Regions from separate parts of the Zea mays genome. Here regions 1, 2 and 4 are each linked to region 3. Evidence: chromatin contacts called from public Hi-C data. All regions are on one chromosome and are shown on one strand. The core of a region is the stretch at or near the end of the contact, and the rest is flanking DNA. Distances in the headings are between cores, read along the strand shown. Region 1 holds the start of LOC100275754. Region 2 holds the start of LOC100217001 (Ectonucleotide pyrophosphatase/phosphodiesterase family member 3). Region 3 holds the start of LOC100193303. Region 4 holds the start of LOC100276677.

Evidence for each region. A called contact is a pair of places that touch in the nucleus more often than the background predicts.
Region 1: a Hi-C map of leaf mesophyll shows a contact between it and region 3, with 2.4 times the contacts expected there. The contact joins the promoter of LOC100275754 here to the promoter of LOC100193303 in region 3. A contact is called at or near these places in 8 of 25 Hi-C or Micro-C datasets (bundle sheath, ear, endosperm and 3 more).
Region 2: a Hi-C map of leaf shows a contact between it and region 3, with 5 times the contacts expected there. The contact joins the promoter of LOC100217001 here to the promoter of LOC100193303 in region 3. A contact is called at or near these places in 8 of 25 Hi-C or Micro-C datasets (bundle sheath, ear, endosperm and 3 more).
Region 4: a Hi-C map of leaf shows a contact between it and region 3, with 4 times the contacts expected there. The contact joins the promoter of LOC100276677 here to the promoter of LOC100193303 in region 3. A contact is called at or near these places in 8 of 25 Hi-C or Micro-C datasets (bundle sheath, ear, endosperm and 4 more).

The regions. Positions count from the first base shown.
Region 1 is chr8:27,325,020-27,330,565 of Zm-B73-REFERENCE-NAM-5.0, reverse strand. It overlaps LOC100275754, which reads right to left and starts at 1,846. Exons shown (of 1, transcript XM_008657564.4): 1 at 1,242-1,846. The coding sequence starts at 1,607. The coding sequence ends at 1,344.
Region 2 is chr8:26,752,337-26,758,234 of Zm-B73-REFERENCE-NAM-5.0, reverse strand. It overlaps LOC100217001 (Ectonucleotide pyrophosphatase/phosphodiesterase family member 3), which reads left to right and starts at 1,767. Exons shown (of 9, transcript NM_001143378.1): 1 at 1,767-1,835; 2 at 4,027-4,095; 3 at 4,761-4,925; 4 at 5,008-5,113; 5 at 5,529-5,711. The coding sequence starts at 4,081.
Region 3 is chr8:27,045,914-27,051,282 of Zm-B73-REFERENCE-NAM-5.0, reverse strand. LOC100193303 reads left to right here and starts at 3,327. Exons shown (of 5, transcript NM_001358702.1): 1 at 3,327-3,436; 2 at 3,844-4,204; 3 at 4,300-4,401; 4 at 4,499-5,328. The coding sequence starts at 3,903.
Region 4 is chr8:27,432,826-27,438,571 of Zm-B73-REFERENCE-NAM-5.0, reverse strand. LOC100276677 reads right to left here and starts at 2,266. Exons shown (of 2, transcript NM_001150404.2): 1 at 1,837-2,266. The coding sequence starts at 2,174. LOC111589943 reads left to right here and starts at 3,088. Exons shown (of 4, transcript XM_023300858.1): 1 at 3,088-3,420; 2 at 3,528-4,607; 3 at 4,698-4,779; 4 at 4,891-5,251. The coding sequence starts at 3,677. The coding sequence ends at 4,903.

The DNA.
Region 1 (5,546 bases), core at 597-3,096, 280 kb before region 3:
ATTATAACTTGTCACAAAACCAAACTGCAAAGGTCCATTGACAGTCTTATCTTTTCATGACATAGATAATAGAAACACTTGCTACATTGATACCTTACAATATCAACGATTGACAAAGACACTGCATGAGCGATAAGTTTATGAGTCTTGACCATCCACTTTTTCAAAAAAAGCCCTATTATAACTTCAACCATCATACATCCATCAACGATCGTCACTTATATTTGATCCTTAGAACAAGAACGACCGACATAACGTGAATTTATTACGACCATACGGAGGTCGAACATGATTTCAGCAGCATGGCCACATTGTTCTCTATCTCATGCACAAATGTAGTGCAATGGAGAACAACAAGATTATGACGTTGAAATCTCACTCGAACTCGTGGCTCATCATAAATATCACATTGTTGGTCGCTTTGAGACCGCAGAAAAAGAGACAATTTCAAAACAACATATCTTACGTATGAGATGCATGTAAGACATACCGATAGAAATAGGTGACATGTACGTTTTGAGATCCTATCAATATTTTACCGTATTTATAAAGTCTTATAATATTGTATTTTATTTTAATACTAGTGGTTATTACGAATAAAATAATAAAAATTAATTAGCTATAAAATAACCATTACTAGTGGTCCTTCTTTGCAAGCGTGCAAGCAAATCATCTGGTCCATTAGATTATGATCCAACCATAAAAACAACCATGGTTTGTTAGGAATTTTTTTATAAAGATTACTAAGCTGGTGGTGGAAGAGTTTAAGTGTTAAATGTGACCTACGATTGGATCTCGATCTAATAGACCAGATAGTTTGTTTGCACGCTTGTAAAGAAAGACCGCTTGCATAGCAGTCGTTGCCAATAGAAATATACAGTAATTATTAAATCAAGTATATAACAATCAACATTTCTTAGCTTGTTAATCTTAGATTTTATGGATGGACGATAAAATTATACTCATTTTGTTTTTTGTTTTGATGGGTGTGGAAGCAGGAGCGTAGAAGAGACGAGTCAGACATAATCGGGGCGAAGACGGACGGGGACTGCGCTGGGGCGCCGCTTGAGACGAGGCAGACCGCAGACGTACGCGGGGCGGCAAACGCAAACAACACAGACGCCCGCAGGCGTGCGGTGGTGGCGGCGGCATGGGGCAAGCGCGGGTGGTGGCACGGAGAAGGGGCATGGCGGCGACAGCGGGCACAGGTGAGAAGTGACAGCGAGCAAGAGCGAGAGACGGAGAGAAAATAGAAAGAGCACATGGACGGTGCCGTGTTCTGTTGGGAATTGGGATACAAGCTCGTTATGTCAAGCACATGCACAGTAAACAAGACCTTGAGCTCAGTGGATAATGCCGCCGGCGCCCCAGAGGAAGGTGCCTATGGCGAAGGTGCGCTTCTGGTGGACTGTGCCGGCGACGGGCAGGCCATACTCGGAGAGGAGGCGGTCGAGCTGCCACTCGGGCATGGCCTCGTAGTCCTCCCGGCTGTGCCTCGGGTAGTGCAGCGGCATCTGGAAGTAGCTCCCGCACCCGCCCGGCGCCTCCTGCTTGCTCTGCAGGTCCCTGATCTCCCCGCCGCCGTACCTCGCCGCCATCGTCTCCATGACTCTAGTATATATATGTATCGCCGGCCGACTGACTGCTGGAGTGGAGGCTCTGGCTGGCTGGCTGGCGGTGGTCGGCGTCTTTTATTTATAGTGGGTGCAGCGTGCCTCCGTCCCCCAATGTTTAATTAGTTTGCATTGTGTACAAATGTGGATTGCTTTACTTCAATTCATAATTGGTCCTATATGAGATACAAACTCTGTAATTATTGTGGCTACTTCAATGATTCATATAGAGCAAAAATCATCTTTGCATGCATACATTGCCCGAAACAAAACAAGAAAAAAAACTTTATAATATAGTACTAGCAAAAAAGAGAAAGATCTGGATCAGCTGGTCCATAAAAACGGCCAAGAAAGGTAGCAGCAACCGAAAGGGGTCCGGGGTGCTACTACCTGTCTAGTAGTACCGGCCGCCGTGCTGCACCTGCACCTGCACCTGCACGCTAAGTTTGCATCGAATAAAATATGCCGACCGTCCAGCCAATCGGTTGCGCTCTGCGCCAGCCGTCCACGGCGACCGGCGAGAAGACGCAACGAACCAGAAGCAGCAGCGACGACGGCGCGCGACGCGACCAGTGGACCACCACGGTGCGGTGCCTTTTTGGCGACACGGAGGGCCCATGAGAGGCCACGACACACACAAAACCGCTCGGTTGCAACAAGGATGTGCACGGGACCAGCCATGATTGCTTTGGTGTAACGGGAATAACAGTGGAGCAGGTCACACGATGACGAGTGTATTCTTTTCAGTTTTATACATTTTTTTACTAGACTCGTCGTAGCAATTACAAATATATGACATACTATTTGGTTATCCATGTCTTGCTACGATTTCTATATTCATAATATTAACGGTATCTATTTTTTAATACACAAACAAAAATGTATTTAAGTGGTTTGAAGTTAAGCTTGGGAGAGAGACGGTTAGTAGGGTTTGGACCCTAGATTTTGCGCTTATTTTTTGTATTTTTTCTAAAGAAATTCCACTTAAATATTGTAAAGACATAACACCATTAATTTTTTTTAAAAAAAAACTTTAATCGCTCGACTTATTCAAATGTCACAAACTTGCACAACGGAGTCATAAACCTAGGCTTGCTGTGTTCTTCGTATTTTATTTTACTGCTCAACAGGCAACTATAGCTGTTTTTCAAGAGAAAAGGAAGCACTTTTAGGGTAGATTACACAACGGGAACAAAAAAAAGAACACGTTTGAACAGGATGTAGGCGATTACAAAACTATCTCGACAGGTGCAAGCTTGTGAGTAGTTCAGTATTTGCAGCCTCTGCAGGGGTGATTAACATACATAGAGCACTCACTAACACTTGACTGCCCCAAAAAGGATTAACCTGCAGAGTGTGTCGACTTTACAATGCTGCATCAGCAGACTACCATCTCCTTCTCCTTTGTAGAGTGTGTCGACTTGGGTCCTTTTGATCAGATAAGGCCAGGTTCTCCTCCAACCCTTGGAGGCGACGTCGCCGCCATTATGCCGCTCCTGCTCTTGCGGCCCGGTCTCCACGTCCTTGTTCGTCTCCAGAACCACACCTGCGGTTGTGAATGCACCCGGACAGGTATAGGGATCGGACAACCCATTACCCATGGCTGCTATGCTAGCCCACTGTGGGGTGGACTACTACTGAGCGTTGTGGTGTCCTTCTGATGAAGACAAGCACATATGGTCAGAGCGCTCCGAGGTTTGCAGAATGCAGGGTCCAAGTTCCTTTGATTGGAATTAGCAGCAAAAGAACCACAAAACGAATCATTGTAAGTAGACAGCACAAATCTCACATGTTTGTCTCCTATATTATGAGTACCGTTTTGCAATTTGCAACTGGTTTCACAACTATTTTCAACCATTTTTGTGTATTCGTTAGTTTCATAAATATGGAAAAAGATAAAATCTGACTCGATCATTTTTGTTTTGTTTTTGTGTTTGTTTTTGTTTTATATTGTAATACCATTTTCGATGGGTTTCACACCTAATTGTAAGAAACCAATTAAACAAAATGTCATCGATTGCAAGAAAAAAATAAAATCTTACACACCAAAAAATGAGCACAAAGTTAAATTAGTTTAGGACCATACAACTCGCTTGGAGACGTTTAGGGTTTAGGACATAGGTATACTTGCCTCAAATAGAACCGCCAGTGGGAAGATCCATTTCCACTGGTCTCTCGCGCTGGTGATACTGAAAAATACCAGTAAAAATGGGTTATGAACCGTCTCTATAGAGCTTCTTTATACTAGTGTCAGGAATCCACCCTCTATAGTAAAAGACCCCAGACTCACTTATCAACTCTACTAATCTTCTTTAATCAACCCAAGTCAATCCTAGTCAAATCCACCATTGATCCAACAAAGTATCCCCCAAGAAGTATTCCTCTAACTCTCAAAGGGTTTATATTGATCTTGTAGATGGAATTGAAGACCCAACCCCAATTTCATTCCTTCAACTCCAAAATCCCATTTTCAGCGTCCTCCTAGACCGCCCATTGGCCTAGCTGGTCATATGCTTTATCGCTAAGTCAAGAGAATTGGTTGGGTGAGTTGTCTTATTCTCCTACTCATTGGTCCCACATGTCAGCACGATTTGTGACCATTCAATAGCTAGTTCAACAACCACTGGCCCATCTTTCTCATTCTTACCATCTCCCTCTCTCTAAAGTGAAGAACACATATGGACTAGAGAGAGAAAAATAAGAGAAGGAAGGGGAAAATCAAAGAATAGAAAGAAGGAAGGTCAATAATGCAATAACTCAATAGAATATCAAGGTCCTCACCTCCATCTCAATTCTCGGGTGAGTTGAAGAAGCTCCCTTCTTAAGCTTCTTGAAAACTTCTCCAAACCCTAATCCTTGATTTTCTCCATGCATGGATGAATGAAGAATGATACTAGATGCTCCATGATCTTAAGTGTCACAACAGGAATCCAGGTAATTTCCGTCGGCCAAGAACCGACGGGAATTAGCCTTATACCGACGGGAATAACTAATTCCCGTCGGTTTTGGGTTAATTCCCATTGGTTCTTGGTCAATGGCAATCCCTGGACGGGGTTTAGATAATTTTCGTCGGCTGATCGATGATGGGAATTAATTAATTCCCGTCGGCTTACTGTAGCCGATGGGGATTAGTTAATTCCCGTCGGCCAATAATTCCCATCGGCTTGGCCACCGGCCCATGGGAATTAATTAATTCCTATCGACTATATAACTCCCTTCAACTTAGATTTTGGATGACGGGAATTAATTAGATAATTCCCGCCGGCTTGGCCACCGACCCATGTGAATTAATTAATTCTCGTCGGTCGCATAACTCTTGTCAGCTTAGACCCTGGCCGACGAGAATTAATTAAATAGTTCCCGTTGGCTAAGGGGCGACAGGAATTACTAGCTCAGCGCCCACCTCCAGTAACTCCCGTCGGCTATAGTCAAACTGATGGGAATTAACCTTTCCTGCTGCAAACCAGCACCATTTTAATATCAATTTTTAATATCAATTTCTCATCCAATTTCTACACAACAACACATATACAATACATATCACCAACACAACTCACAAACACCAAATATAGCTCAAAAACATCATATACAGCTTACAAACTTCACATTACAAGCATATAACCAATCACACACCTCATAAACTTCTCACATCTCCAATACAGCTCACATAACAATTTCAAACCACAAGTTCACATAACCATTTCAAACTACAAGTTCACATAACCTTTCAAACCACAAGTTCACATAACCTTTCAAACCACAAGTTCACCAACACAAATATCATTCAAATTTTAAAACAAACTACTCCATGGCCATCGTCATCCACAAGTTAAGAAACTAAGGCAACCGAAAGCACCATACTTAGGGATAACCACCATTTGGATGGTTTGAGTTTTGGCTGTTGCCGCCACTAGGAGGATGCTACGTAAAGAG
Region 2 (5,898 bases), core at 518-3,017, 290 kb after region 3:
TTAGACCCAAAACAAAACCAAAGCATAACTTTTCTAGACCATGCATGCATGTTTTCTACTCTTTGCATTGGTAGGTTAGCTAGATCGACCATACCTAGCGCTAGCATGAGTGATTAAATCATTTCTCAAGACTAGCACAAACATTGATATGGCTTCACTTCAATACACAAAAAGCTGTCGGAGGATATCCTCAAAAAAACTTCGTTATGGCTTGTGGGATCTCGATCTCTCCTATAGTCTTGTTATTGTGCGTGATTAGAGCTTGGATAAATTAAACCACTACATCAATACACCCTTCACGCTCCAACTAGCAGACCCTTGCTTGTAATATTTGTTTTGTTGAGTCATGTTCACTCACCAATGCAACAACCTCTCTCTCTTTCAACCCCATATCATCCCATGCGTCAAATGAGCAGGTATTGGGACCAATGCACCAATAAAGTGCAAATACCAAGGCAGGCCTTGAAGCCATCGAGATGTGGCTCAAAGTACCAAGCAAGCACAGATACATGCCGAAGCCCGATTTTTTATCAAATGTGTTGGATCTAATAATTCCTTGTGCTAGATGCTATCCACAGCGGTTCTTCTTAAATTTCTCTCCCTGTATCAGTTTTTGCGTCACATCGTCAACATTTCATCCCCTACTTTTTCATCTCCGGCAGCGTTTCCCTCCCTAAATACTCCCCCTTACCCATACTATAGCTATAAAATATCATCTCATATCCATACTTTTCATTCGCTATCAATTTTTTATATACTAACAATTATTCGTGGTCCACAACACAAGGAATGAATAGTGTTGGAGGAGGCACCACACCACTGGCGGGAGAGAGACAACTACCGCCATAAAGGGGGCGTGGAAGGGGATGTCGCTGCGGCCCAAATGGGCTCCTGTAGCCGCCAGTTAGAGGGGAGGGGGCGCGCGCGACGGAGACCGCTGCAGCCGGTCTAAGATTACCTCTACCTAAATTCATATGCTCGAGCAAAACTATTTGTCATGATATATCCTCCCCTTGATAGGATTTTTGTTGTTATGAAACATGTTTGTCTAGGTGTCTCACTTCATGTGCTTACAACATGTGGAAGTAGAGGAGTGGCAAGGTCGCGAGTACCATGCATGACTAGCTCGTAGAAGTTGGAGAAAATTCCTGGTATGCCATCAGATTTTATACTCATCCCTTGTGTGCCACTGAGTGACATATAGGTATATTTTTTGGTGTCTATGACATGTGGGGTCAGTGGCATACAAGGAATGAGTATATTTTCCAGTGGCATACTGTTCGAAGTGGATCCCAATTAAGTAGCGTAGGCATGTTTAAGGCGATTAAGAACCACAGTTTTGTTGCAGCGATCCTTGAACACCTTTGTGTACTCGATGGATTTAACACGGTTTAGGATGACTAATTGATGAGGTGTAACTGTGACGGTATTCCACTCCTGTTTATAGGTGTAGCTTGTAAAAAAATCCACGAAAGGTCAAATTCATGAATCAACACTTGTATGCAAATGAATTTAGTGCACCTCCTAATTTATAAACGATTTCTATATAAAATTATACTGCTCTCTTAAAGTTGACGGGTTCCAAATCCAACCCTTCCTCGTCCCTTGGGCACCCAACGATTCCAAAAGACATACCGATGCCAGCTCTCTCTAGCTACCTTGTGTCCAAAGTGCCAAACGCCCCTTAACCACCTGCTTTATCTTCCCCCGTTCACCCCGTGCTCGCGCGCGCGCGCGCTCTCTCTCTCTCTCTCTCTCCCCTCCCTGTCTCCCTCCCCCTCTCGGAGTCTCGGTCGTGGCGACGACGACTGGGCAGGCCGACGAGCACCCACCAGGTATCCCACCCCTTCTCTTCCCTTCTTCCTGCTATGCGAATTAGGCGGACCGGCCAATAGGGCGACCACCCGCCCGCCTGAGAGGCCGTGCGGAGGTTGAAGACGGCTGCGGGCAAGGGAGACGGCGCGCGTTGCTTTTGGTTGCAAGTTGGAGCGTATGGGCCGTCTGGCCGGAGAGGCGCCCAGGCCCATCAGCTAGGAAGACCTTAAGCCAGGGCAAACGGCGCACATCAGCACACCATCGCAGGTCCGCAGTCGGTTGCGGCGCTCGAAGCGGTGGGCAGGCTCAGGCGCTAGTTCCACGGCCGCGGGCCGCGGCTCGCCCTCACCGCGCCGACGCACCGGCTCCCCCTCTCTCACGTCCCGTGCTTCCACTCGACCCCTCCGAGCTCCGGCTCCTCTCCGCCCCTCCACCCCAACCGGCAACCGGCAGCGCCCCCTGTGGCGCAGCGGCTGTATCTGCGTCCCTCTCTTGCAGTTGCAGCCCAGCAGCAGCAAAAACAACTCGAGCTCGCTTGTTCTTCTAGGGCCAACCGCAGTAACAGACTAACACTTGCAGTTAGGCGGCTCCGTAGATTAGTGTCTTTCATCAGCTCCAGGGTCAAGGTGGCACTTTTCATCAGATCAAGGGTCAAGCAGTAGTATACTGCTCTGTTTTTGATCGGGTTAGTTTTGCTCACCGCTTACTGTTACAATGCGGCTTCAATAGCAGGTTTGGATGTTTTTTAATGTCATTGCTTAATGTGTTAGCTTGCCTTTGTGGATCTTGTACATGCTGCAGCTCTGACCAGCAGATGGCAGGGCAGTAGCTGTTCGTTCCCTTGTTAGTAGTTTAATTTCAGCAATAATCCTTTGGCTCGGATACCTTTTCTATTGTTTAGAAAATTCAGAGTAACTTTGGTTCAGTGCAGCTCTATTTCAATTCAATAGCTGAATCATCTTTGCGAATATAAGCAGTGCGATTTGTTCATGACTTTCATGTTGTCGTTTGCACTTTTTAGCTAAAATTTTGTAGTCTAAGTTCACTCTTAACTCCTTTCTTGGGCTGGGTCCGCCACAACGAAACCGAGCACCCACTCCCTAAGGCTATTTTGTGTTCAGACATGATCTAATTATGGGTGTATGTGTGTGTATTATGCCTGCTTAATAACTTCGATTTTTCTTTCTTGCAAAAAGTTATTGGGTGCACACACATGGTCCGCCCCCTGCTGCAGAGTCGAAATCTTTACTAGGGCTTAGACTCTGTGACCTTGTTAGTGTGATTCTTATTCCTCTCTTTGAAATCCTTGTAAAGAATCTTACTTAGCAAATCTGTACTTTTTTCTAAGACGTAAGACCGGTGCTTACTTAAGGGTGGTAATGGATTGTGATCCATATGGTTCTTCACAAAATGTCAAGGCCCTAAATAAATTATAGTTCAAAAATGACTAGAAATAAAGCCCGATCCTAATCCGACTTGATCCTTAAATCTTATAGTGCAAAATTTACAGCCCATTGTCAGCCCTATGCTTACTTTACTGTAAGCTTGGAGAAAGATTTTTTCCTCCATTTTTTGGGGGCTGTCACATGGGGCCCTTTGTGTTTTCTAAACGAACTTTATTGTTTGTTTCTTTACCTTCCCAAAGTTCTTAGCAATTCCTATTATTGATGTTGTTATAATCTGAATTTCCTTACTGACACTAGTGCTAGACTGTTAGTTTTCACCAATAGATTAATTTTCAGACCCAACGATGCATTGCTACCCATTAGTATAAGGTTTGCTAAATTGTTTCTACATATTTGTCATGCGACCAATATTATGGTACTGGTGAACATGATTATATTATTATAAAACACGAGTTTAATATTGTAAACTTCAAAAAGGTCATTCTAGTTTCTTACAAGAAATCCCCAAACGTACTAGATCTCATGTAACCTTAAAGGACTCGTAGGCCATAGTGCATTCTCTCTACTAAGTTACTACACTGATTCAGTTCGATTAAAATTGTGAAATTGCTTGCTATACTAACATAAAAATGGGATGGCTGATATAGTGATATGACTGTTTCACAGTAGTGTCAGAAAGAGTTCACTTTGTGTGTGTGTGTGTGTGGTGGGGGGGGGGGGGGGGTGCAATATATTTCTCCCTTCTGAAATATTACACTATTTTACATGAACTCAAGAATAACCACTGTTATATTTTTCTTGTCAGGAAAAGTATTGCTCCTAGCCTCCTACAGCTAGTTCTTTTTATGATTAAGCTCCAATGAAGGATTCTCAGGTGAGTTTGCTTGCTATTGCCTTCAGCCCTTCATTATTTTATTGAGCTTGTGTTATTTTTTTTTCTTTGTCATCTATATTGAGTTGCATGCACTGACCAATTCAACCCAAAAACTTAACACGCTCTCACGTCGAGACTCTCTTAGGCTTTATACATGGAGCTGATGAAGAGAGGTGGATAATTCACTTATTCTAACAATCTACAATAAACATGAATACATGATGACTGATTGATTTATACAGTGCAAAAGTGGGCATTTTTTCCTTCAGCAGACTGCTAGTGTTAGTGATATGCTATATGCAATGTATATTGCATGTTACACAATTAATTTTATAGTTTTTTAATGGGACATCCTGTAGCTAATAATCAAATTTTATACTTAAATATAAAGAAAATGTTGTTCGCTGAAGATAATACATGCTTTATACTATGAATATATGTATTTTACAGTTGTGGTATTGATAATGAAATTATATCATCTTGCTTAAATGATTCATCCTTTCTTGCCAAGGCCTCTGTTTTCCCCTTTCAAATGATTGATTCCCTTTGTAATGCTAGGGTCCAGTTTTTATTTCTGGCTGATGTTGCTTTCGATACTACCAATTGCCCACTTTTTTGTCTTCGTCAGGCAGTTGAATTATGTTACTTAAAGACTTGTTCTACAGGATATTCAGAGCACAACAGAGTTGCAGTCATCAGCACAGGGTACTAATGAAGTGCAAAGTCAGCAACCAAACCCGATGACCACTGATGCTCCTGCAGGAAATTCGGGTTCCTTGTCTATAGCTAGTAATGACAGTAAGAAGGTGTCTCGCGAAGACATTGAACTTGTAAGCTTTATAGCTATCTAGTGGCATGACATTGACAGTTTTATGCTTTGGCGAACTAAACAAACTTTACATCCTGTTGCAGGTTCAGAATTTAATAGAGCGTTGTCTTCAGCTATACATGAACAAAGGAGAAGTTGTTAGAACTCTTTCTACTCGTGCTAGAATAGAACCTGGCTTCACTACTTTAGGTGACGTGTTCATGCTCCAATGGTGACGATGTTCATGTTTTTTTTTTATTCACTAGTTTCCCCACAATGAGCTTTTGGTGGGACATTTTGTCACCCTTTGCTTTCTTTTCAAATGCTCAAGCTTAGGCTAGAGAAAATATTGCAGTACTGCACTACTGCTTGAAGTATCAACTTTTTTGCCTTAGTCTTTAATAACCATGCCCAGTCACATTAGCGACCAAAATTTTCTCAACATTAACGTGCCGTTACTCCTTGGTTTGTACATGCATTTACCCTGTTGATCAATGATGATCGATATATACTAGAATGCCCAGAACAAACAAACATTTTTATATGTTTTCTGAACTTAACCTTCGCAATACTGATCTGAGCTCTTAATTCTACTCATTTTGTTTAATTCTATCTTTATGTTCAGTATGGCAGAAACTCGAAGAAGAGAACTCCGAGTTCTTTAGGGCTTACTATATCCGGTTGAAATTGAAACGGCAAATCATCTTGTTCAATCATTTATTGCAACACCAGTACAATTTGATGAAATATCCAGCACCTCCAAATGTTCCATTGGCTCCAATACAAAATGGAATTCATCATATGCCAGGTAATGCTCCTGTTTATAAGTCTTTCCTGTAAAGATGGCTAAATTAATAGGCTTCTATTTAGGGTTTGTATCTAAATATTGCGGAAATACGTATGTTCAGTTGGATTTATGACCATACAAGAAAGGATCGAGTCCGGAACACTGATATATGTGATAAGCTAGAGGTAGCACCAATTGAAAAAAGCTT
Region 3 (5,369 bases), core at 2,078-4,577:
CCTAATATGTTATCACCAGTCTTTGAGTTCTTGTTCATCGATTTCATTTTCATTCTTATATGAACAAGAAACTTACGTCGTGTATGCGCCTATACTTATTATTATCTTACACGCTCCTTCTGTTAAAATTGCTGAGTATAACTAACCATCTTCTCTATTGACAGAAATTTCAAACAAACTACTCTTACACTCTTGTAGGGTTGTCATCAATCGCCAAAAAGGGGGAGATTGAAAGCATCTAGGCCCCTGGTTGGTTTTAGTGATTAATGACAAAGTAATATTATATGTGACTAACATGTGTTTTGTAGAGACAAATGGTAAGTTAGGTCGCATTACAGGAAGATGTACTACAACGGTGAAAACAATCCCTGAGATAAGAACTTGAAGCAACGGCTGAAACAACGAAACAGAAGATGAAGGTCTTCGTATTCCGAGTGTCAAGGAGTTGCAGACACTCGGTATAGAATTAGGTCTTTTATTTTGTTTTAGCCATACTATAAAGAGGGGTTTCGATGAGTAGTTTGATCAAGAGAGTTCTAGTGTAGTGTTGGTGCATATTCACACTCACATCTAGCGTTTGGTGTCACTCTATAACACACTCACGAGTTAGAACGAAAACATATTCGAAAAACAGAATTAAAAAGAAGTTAGGGTTTCTAGCCTAAGGGCACCAGACTATCCGGTGCGCCCCCTGTCAGTGGGGCTAGCCTGGCCCGGGGAAGACCTTATCCCCCACCAGAAACCCGAGAGCAACGAGTTGGAAAAAATGAATTATAGCCGGCACACCGGACTGTCCGGTGTGCACCGGACCAACTGCCCAACGGCTAGCTGTCAAAACTAGCCGTTGGAAGTGACCGTTGGTGCACCAGTGACGCACCGGACTATCCGGTACGCCCATGCGCAGCCAGGGCTGGTAACGGCTAGTTGGTGGGTGAGGGCTATTTATACCCCCTCCACCCACCATATTGAATGTCTTGCTGCCCACCTTTACTCCCATACATTGCTAGAGCATTGCAAGCACCACAAAACATAGTGAGATGATTAGAAAATCTTAATCCCGCATTAGAACCTCATTAGTGCAAGCGAGAGCCACCTAGAGCACACACCGCATGCATTAGACTTCTCTTGGTCAAGTGAAAGTCTACGTCTTGTTACTCTTGGTGATCGGCATCACCTAGACGGCTTGGTGGCATTGGGAGCATGGTGATCACCTTGGAGGACTTGTTGGTGACCCGGCTCGAGATTGTAAGCGGTCGTGAGGGATCCACCGCGCCGGAGTGGCAAAGGATCATCTCATAGTGAGCACTTGGTTCTTGCGAGGATCAAGGGGGAGCGATACCCTTGCGCGGGTGCTCCAACGAGGACTAGGGAAGAGTGCCGACCCTTCGATACCTCGGGAAAAATTAGAGTCTTCTAAACTTTGCTTTACATTCCGCATTTAATTCAAGCACTTTACCTTGTGCATTTGTTTAGCAAGTAGTTGAAGCATTGTCTTAGTATTGTTGTATTTCTAGTAGTATTCTCTTATTGCTAGTTGTTGGGGTGAAGTTGGGCTCTTGCTTAGGGTTTAATTATTGTTGATTTTTAGAAAAGCCCAATTCACCCCCCTCTTGGGCATCGTGATCCTTTCACATGGGTGACAAATTGTAATATGACTGGTAGTTATCTGAAAATTTTGTGGTGGGAGGTGATTATGAATTGAACTAGAGAAATCTATAAATTTCTAGAAACCAATTCTGATGTTGTACCCGTTTGATTTAGATTTTAGATTTTTGGTAGCGAATCTAGTTCATAAAACCGAACCAAACACGCACTAATTTTTCTGAGTGAGTATTACCTACTGTACGTTAATCCAGTTCGGATTCAGCTTCCCTATACACATACCTGTCATATCCAATCCAATAGGGGTGGAGATTTTTTCCCAAATCTTAGGGTTCTTTTAGAATATAGGAATTTCAGATAAATCGTACGTTTATTTTATAGAATTTTATAGAATCAGTTCGTTTTCACATAAAAACACAGTAAACAAGAAAAATTCTCCTTTTTAAAGGAACCCTTAGGACATATTTGGTTACTCTAGTATTTATCCCAATACATATAGATTGAAGAAAATTAATGTATAAATTAAACTAATTTACACCAAATCTCCCTCACGTGAATAATAGACTATCTAAACATAATTTAACGAGGTTCCTATTAACACCGCTACTTGTCCCTATTCCGGGGATTGCGCGAAATGGAAAAATTTGTGATTTTGTCAATCTCAATTTTAGTTGTATGTTATTATACTATCTCGTGTTTATGACTAGTGGTCCATCTATATTTATAATCTGTGGGTCTAATAGTGTACTGACTAAACCCAAAAATAATAATAACAAAATTTCCAATGTCTCCCCGAAATGAGGCCGGCCGGCACATCTCCCGCCCGCAGCCTCTCCTTCGCCCTTGCACGGTCGATGCTGGCCGGAACAAACAAGACGACCTGGTCCAGCCAGCGTAACGCACGGACCTGTCTCCATCGGGGAGGAGGCAGGCAAAGGCAAGGCAACCATACCCATACCGTACCATACAATGGTTTTTCTTTTCTTTTTTCTTTTCGGGAGTGATTTCGTGCGTCCGAGTCATGCTCCGTCAAGGCCATGGCTGGTGTCGATCTTACTTAACTCTAGCAGGACTCTTGTAAGTGATGACGTTAGAGATTTCGAAGCTCGTGTCGTACGCAAGGAGGAGAACAGACATGAAAAAAAAACTCAGCTAACGTTTTTATTTGTTTTTTTAACAAAAATAAAGGTAAAGAAAACCACGCATGGCAAGCAAGTGGCAACGGACGTAGTTGTCAGCGGGGTAACATCCTGCTGGCCTTATCCTCACTCGTCACTCGACTCGAGTCGATCATGGCGTCGCTGTCACCACCACTGGTTGCGGCTGACTAGCCCTCCTCCTTCCTTCCTTCCTTCAGATCCATCCAGGCAGCAGCAGTAAGGGCTTGTTCGGTTATTCCCAATACACATGGATTGGATGGGATTGGAAAAAAATGTGAAGAAGTTTGACTTGTTTGGGATTCAAACCCATCCAATCCCGCTCAATCCACATGGATTGAGAGCTAACCGAACAAGCCCTAATTAGTATCTTCCCTAGACTAGCAGGGTGAATTGCCAGGACACAGTTGTCTGGCAGCTGGGGGCCGCCGCCGCCGCCGCCCGCACGCACGCACGGACGGCGTGCTGTCCGGCTGTCCCTGCCTGCGTTGCGTGTGTGTCACACCGCACCACCAATATATATAACCTGACCTGGTCCGTCCGCCACAACGCAGTACCGCACCACCACCAAGCACCGCAACCGGAGCCGGAGCCAGAGGAGGGCGAGAGGCCGAGGGGAGAGGAGCGAAGGAGGCCGCCGACCGACCGTGCGTCCGGCCCCGCGGCGGCGTCGGCAGGTGCGCTAGCTCTGTCTTCTTCTTCTCTCCCTCCGATCCCGATCCTCACGGTACCTCACGGGGATAAGCATGCCGATGATGCGGGCACGCCAGCCTCCGATCCGTTTCCACCGCCGCGCGCGCCGCCCGGCCGCTCCTCTCGTTCGTCTTGTCCTCTCCGCCTGTCTCGCGTGTCCTCACCCTTCCTCCGTCCTCCGTCGTCCCCTTTTCTTTAATGACAAATCGGCTGCGAGCCAAGTGGGGCGTGCACTCAAACCCCTCATCCCCATGAGACCGCACGAGTTGGAGCAAGGCTCAGTGCCCGCCTGCCCCCGCATGCCGTGCGATGCCATGGAGGCGCGCGTCCCTGGGCGTCGTCACGTCCTCACTCCTTGTCCGTCTGCCTGTCGCCTTGTCTCGCCTTGCAGGTCGTAGACGGCAGACGAGGAGCAGCAGCAGCACGAGGCGGCCGGGCCCGGGCCACGCCATGCCGGAGAAGGAGGCGCAGGCCGCCGCGTTCTGCGGCGAGGCGGTGATCGCCGAGTTCGAGTCCCTCACGCGGGACGCCGCCGCCGTGCAGCGCGACACGCTGCGCCGGATCCTGGCAGACAACGCCTGCGCCGAGTACCTCCGCTGCCGGGGCCTCGCGGGCCGCACCGACGCCGCCAGCTTCCGCGCCTGCGTGCCGCTCGCCACGCACGCCGACATCGAGCCCTACATTGCGCGTATCGCCGACGGCGACACGTCCCCCGTGCTCACCGCCAAGCCCATCACCTCCATCTCCCTCAGGTCGGTAATACTCGACTCGACTCGCTCTGTACATGTCGGTGAGCCACCGTGTGTGACTGACCGTCCGCTGGCCCTATTATTCCCGTGTCATGCAGCTCCGGCACGACGCAGGGGAAGCGCAAGTACCTGCCCTTCAACCAGGAGCTCGTCAAGTCCACGATGCAGATATACCGGACTTCCTACGCCTTCAGGAACAGGTGAGTGAGTGCACGCGCGCGCATATGCATGTCACACTGTCAGATCATCTATATTCTCATCGCCTCGCCTCCACACTGCACCGCGCTTCCCTCGCAGGGCGTTCCCCGTGGAGGACGGCAAGGCGCTGCAGTTCATCTACGGCAGCCGGCAGTTCACCACCAAGGGCGGGCTGACGGCGACGACGGCCACCACCAACGTGTACCGCAGCGAGGAGTTCATGCCCACGATGCGCGCCATCCAGTCGCAGGTGTGCAGCCCGGAGGCGGTGATCTTCGGCGCCGACTTCGCGCAGTCGCTCTACTGCCACCTGCTGTGCGGCCTGCTGTACGCCGACGAGGTGCGCATCGTGTCCGCCACCTTCGCGCACAGCATCGTGCTGGCCTTCCAGACCTTCGAGCGCGTGTGGGAGGAGCTGTGCGCCGACATCCGCGCGGGCGCGCTGTCGCCCGCGCGCGTCGCCGCGCCGGCCGTGCGCGGGGCCGTGGAGGCGCTGCTGGCGGGCCCGGACCCGGCGCGCGCAGACGAGGTGGCGCGCCGGTGCGCCGGGCTCAGCAACTGGTACGGCGTCATCCCGGCGCTGTTCCCCAACGCCAGGTACGTGCACGGCATCATGACGGGGACCATGGAGCACTACGTGAAGAAGCTCCGCCACTACGCGGGCGGCCTGCCCCTCGTCGCCGCCGAGTACGGCGCGTCCGAGGGCTGGGTCGGCGCCAACGTGGAGCCCGAGACGCCGCCGGAGTCCGCCACCTTCACCGTGCTCCCCAACATCGCCTACTTCGAGTTCATCCCGCTCAAGGCGGCCACCGGCCACGGCGGCGGCACTGCCGGCGACACGTGCTACGCCGAGGCTGAGCCCGAGCCCGTCGGGCTAACCGAGGTCACCGTCGGCGAGCACTACGAGGTTGTCGTCACCACTTTCGCAGGTAACAGTCAAAAATTCTCACCGATCGATCGTAAACCACCG
Region 4 (5,746 bases), core at 1,017-3,516, 390 kb before region 3:
TTTGCTGAGGTATATTGAGTGTCACAAACAGGGTAAGGTTGTACCAAGAGTCAGACAATCAGTAAGTTTAGGGGCCCTGTGTTGAGAACTAAACTCTAATAAGTAATAACAGAAACGAAAGGGGACAAATAGCAAATAACAACACAAAAACATATAAAAACAAACCGAAACAGGATGTCATATAACAATAACTCCAATTATCAAGACAGCACATCTAATAAAACTAATCCATGGGACTGGTGCCATAGGATCAATTAAAGGCAGACATCTCCAGTCAACCAATCCACATTTCAGTTCATTGTGGGGAGGACCAACTAAAAACCAACGGTATATGAATATAGATTCAACACATAATCCTTGAAAAGACTCCCATTCTCCAACAGCTAAAGAACACGAGTATATAACAAGAACCCCAATCATATCCACAGACAGCACATATCCTAATTAACATTACATTAGAAGAAATATGTGGGCTTCATTTCTGAGTACAACTCTTCAGATGGTTTACATAATCCTTCTGGCTAAGTGTACTTTTAATATAATAATGTTTAGCAAATACTCAGGCACAGTGCTACGTTGCATGTAAATCAAATTGTTCAGTCCAGGCAAAGCAGCCATGCGCTATGAGAAGGCTAGTTTGTTCAGGTATACTGAGAAGACAATGGTGCAGCACAATAGAAGCCTTGAAATGGAGAAGTATGCCTGGTGTAAGTTCCCACCTGTTTTTTTTTATTAAACAACGAAACAAATGGATATAACTATATGGGGAAGTAAAGGCCATGTTGCTTGGAGAGGGAAAAAAATCATGTCTCAAACAACTATAAAAGGCATCAACCCCTACAAAACAAAGAGCACCGCAAACAAGGTATGGATGTATCCAACAGTCAGACGATCAGTAAGTTAAGAGGCCCTTTGTTGAAAAGTGAGAACTGAACTCTAATAACAGAAGGAAAGGGGACAAATAGCAACTAACAACATAAACCCATGAAAACAAACTGAAACAGGATGTCATATCACAATAACTCCAATAATAAGACCGCATATCTAACAAATCTAACCCATGGAACTGGCACCATAGGATGTCAATATCACAATAACTCCAGTCAGCCAATAACATTTCAGTTAACTGTGCGGAGGACCAACCAACGGCACAGAAGTATAGGATTCATCACGTAATCCTTGAAAAAATGATCCCATTCTCCAATGGCTAAAGAACACGACTCTATAAACAAGAACCCCAATTATATCTACAGACAACACATATCCTAATTAACATTAGGTAAGAAGAAACATATAGGCTTCATTTCTGAGTGCAGCTCTTCAGGTGGTGGCACCATCACCACCAACAGCACTGCCCAAGGCCTCCATTCCAACTCAAAAGCTAGCGAATGGTAGTCTAGGTCTAGCTAGGCTAAACTATCACTTCCAGGCAAAAGGGATGTCCTGAGATAGGGTTAACTTTCCAATCAGCCAACAAGCAAAATACTGAGGGCCTATGCAGCATCCGCTATGATTTGTGAAATATTTATAGCTGCAGCTCTGTCCGGTGGCAGCTACTGCAGATCACAAGCTATATGGATATGGGAAGGCAGAGTAAGCTTGTGTATGCACATATTCTACCTCGAACTAGAAGGTACTAGTTTGCACTTGCAGTGACGACAAATCTTTAGTAGGTAAGCAGAGATAAGCCTCCTTAACAATAATCAATTGAAGCATACATCACTGATGGTGAGAAGGGAAAAAAAGCAGTTTTTCAATTGGAACCCAGTTAGATCAGCTCAGTCGAGTCCAACAAAGAAAATAAAAAGACAAATCTAGGAGGCTGTCGAATCGAACCTGTAGATGTCAAAGCTGGGCTCCTTGTAGAGCACATCGGGGAGCTCCTCCCTGAGCGTCCGGATCGCGTACCCCATGTTGAGGTAGTACCTCTGCCTCACCTCGTCGTCCTCGTCCCCGCGCCTCCCCGCGACCGGCGGAGACTCCGACGGCGTGGCCGGCGCGGCAAGAAGAGGAGGCGGCATCCGGCCCTCCCGCACGGGGTCGGCGACCCTGATCACCCGCCCCGCCTCCCCCTGCTTGACGCGCCCCCCCGCCACCGCCACCGCCACACCCCTCCTCCTCCGCGCCGGCGGCCGCGCCGCCGCGAGGTCCGGCAGGTGCAGCAGCTGAGCCATGCCGTTCCTTGGTCTTGGCTTCGGTGGCTAGATAGAAGGGAGAGGTCGAGAGGAGAGGAGAGGAGAGGTCAGAGGAGAGTGTGTGAACTGCACGAGGGGAGAGAAGTATGTCTCCACCTGATATGACGAACCGGCCGCGCCTGCTCGGTTGGAGTCGTGCGCGTGTCACTGTTTTGTGGGGCCCTCTGCGCGCTTGGCCTGACCCCGCCTGATCTTGCTACGAGAGTGGGGACTGGAGAGCGGTGTTGTTTTTCTTTTGTCTTGGTCTTGCCATGGAAAATGAAAATGAAGGCCCCCTCGTCGTCTACTGTAGCGCGCATTCCTATGTAACATTCAGTATATAAGAAGTGATCAAAAAATACCCTTACCGACAACCCAAGATAATTAAATAAATAGCAATATTATACTATACACAACAGTAATCTGAGTAATAAATATATATGGTAGCTAATTTATGTCAACAGAGCCTAATTTTTGTTGGTGTATACCTTTTGCAGATTAATGGACAAAAAATATGTAGTTCCGCCGAAGCCAATGGAAGTCAGTAGGACTGAGCAAAAAACCCGTTACCCGAACCCAAAATACCCGTACCCGAACCCGTAATACCGGGTACCCGAAATTTGTTTGGGAATTTCGGGTACTAACTTGTGAAACCCGAAATTATTCTGGGTAATTCGGGTAGCGCCAACCGGTACCCGAACAACCCATACCCGAAATTTACAACGGCTGCTCGCGGCCCACTGTTCACGCGAATCACAATTCACAACGGCTGGCCACGAGCCCACGGCCCACCTAGGCAAGTGCAAAGTGCAAACCCAGAGACAGAGTCCCAGAAAGGTAGAAACCCTAGCGCAACAGTAGCGCACAGCCGCACACCGGCACACGGCACTACGACAGACGGCAATCTCCAGACTCCAGCCCCACAGCGCACAAGCGCAGTACCACTGTACCAGTAGTCCAGTACCGCACGGCGCCGCGCAATCTCCAGCTCCAGGCTTCACCGCCGTCCGCCGGCAGGCACAAGCCCAGTACCGCAGTCCGCAGGCTCACGCAGTTACGCTCCCGCAGTCCCGCTCCATCTCGGCATCTCCAGGCTTCACCGCCGTCCGCTGGCGCCGCCACGTTCAGCCAGCAGCCAGGCGGCAGCCATCAAGGTCAAGGGCTCCAAGCCTCCAACGTACAGGGCTCGCATCGCAGGTCGCGGTCGGCCGCCAGCCCGCCACGCCATCCTGCTCCTGCCATCCAGGTTAGGGTCACTGATAGTGATATGCTCATCCCTAATTCCCCACTGAGCCCTGCCCAAGGAATCGAGCAGACAACAGAACACATCCTAACCCTAATCCGACCTCGCAGGCTCGCAGCAGGCAGCACGGCAGCAGAGCACGCATACCTCATCGGCCGACACGACGACACCGATTGAGGAATCAAGCAACGTATGCATTTATATGTTGTCTAATCATCAATAACTTAGTAAGTTAGTATAAGGTTTGAGGTTTTTGCATATGCCTAATAGTATCGATGATAGAGTAGACATGGAATTGGAAAGAGAATCTATGGGTACTGCTACTCAATTTGAGCAAGCAATTGTGGAAACAACAGGTGATCGGTCACAAACTATACGAGGTAAATCTAGTGGAACTGAAGGCCAAGGGGATGCTAATTTTGTAGACCTTGCGAATGAAACTGAGAAAAAGGAGGCAAGGAAGGAGATTGTGCCAAGGTCAAGTATGTGGGATCATTTCATTAAGATCAAAGATGAGAAGGGTAGGCTAAAGTCTGCTAAGTGCAAATATTGTCAGCGTATCCTTAAGGCTGATTCCAATCAGCATGGTACATCTTCATTAAATAAACATTTTAATGTCTGCAAGCGCAACCCCAATAAATTTGATAAAGACCCAAAGCAAGGTACTTTGCAAGCAACCGGAGGGGAACTAGTATGGTCTGCTATTAAGACATGTATCCGAGAACTGTTTAAAGAATATAGAAATATTTATGCACCAATTGAAGAATCAACAGATGAAACAGATTCAACTCAAGCAAAAGGTGCTCCAGGAGGGAAGCTTAAACAAGTTATTGCCAAGAAAATGAAGCTGACTAATAGTAGTAACAACACTACCAAATCAGAACTTGACAAATATCTATCTGAAGATTGTGAAGACACAGAAAAAAAGATCGATGTTCTCATTTGGTGGAAGGACAATGCACATAGATTGCCGGTTTTGGCTCACATGGCCCAAGATATCCTTGCTATACCAATATCAACAGTAGCTTCAGAGTCCGTTTTCAGCACAAGTGGGCGTATCTTGGATGATTTCCGTACTTCCCTTACTCCTTTCATGTTGGAGGCCCTTGTATGTACCCAAGATTGGCTAAGAAGGTCTACTCCCATTAACATACAAGAGAATATCGAGGAATTGACTATTATAGAAAAAGGTATATTCCATCATTTTTTATGTATTTTATCATTTTGATGTTTAACCATTTCTAATTGATAGCTACATGCTTGCACTCCTTTAATTGTAGAGCTAATTGAAGAATTTGGTAATGGTGGCAAAGGAAAAAGAACCGAGGCTACTTCCACTTCCAAGTCTCCAGCAACACATGAGTGAGCTGCTAATCTGCTATGCATTGTTTACTGTTTAAAAAACTTTGTACTCTTTTTTATTAATGCTATGAAATGTTAACATATATATATTTTGCTTGGACTCATGTACAGAATGGCAGGATAAGCCTTATATTCCTTGGCTGTGTGGATGGACTGGGTGGTGTACTGGTGTGGATGGACTATGGACGTGTTGTGGGCTGAAGGCTGAAGGATGAAGCTGAATGGTGGCTGCTGGTGGCTGCCTGGCTGGTGCAGTGCAGCTGGCTGGGCGTGGCCTGGACAATGTGCTTGCTGGCTGGTCGCTGGTGCAAGCATGTGACTGTGATTGTAATGGCTGTGATTGTGTGATTGTAGACTTGTAGTGGTTGGTTCCTGTTTTTTAATTTACTATTGACTATTGTGGTTGTGGCTGTGTGACTATTGTGGCTGTTTTTTAATTTGTTATTGTGGACTAGAGCAACTCATTTGTGCAGTGGACTGGCCGATGTGTGACTGTGATTGTAGTATCCTGAATAGCTATTATTAATTTATTATTGTGGTTGTGTCTGTGTTGCTTTGGTTACTATTTTTAAATTTGGTTACTTCGGGAGTACCCGATACCCGAAGTGTCGGGTACCCGAACTGTCGGGTATTATAATACCCACTGCAAATTCGGGTAACACTTTCTAAAACCCGAAATTTTAATTACCCGGATTACCCGACCCGAAATTTTCGGGTAACCCGAACGCCCAGGCCTAGAAGTTAGGAAGGCAATTCCAAGTTTTTTAACAGAGAAGGGATTCCCCCTGTTTCATTATGCAATAGGAACAAATTTTAACAGAATCCAAGGCTACCAACTATTTATTACAAGGCTTACTCACAAGGCTACCAATAGAATCAAACCTATCAACTGTTTTGGATCAGGCGATTATAAACAAGCAGCAAACCACACAGACAAACTAAGTTCTCATTAAACCGACAGTTACCA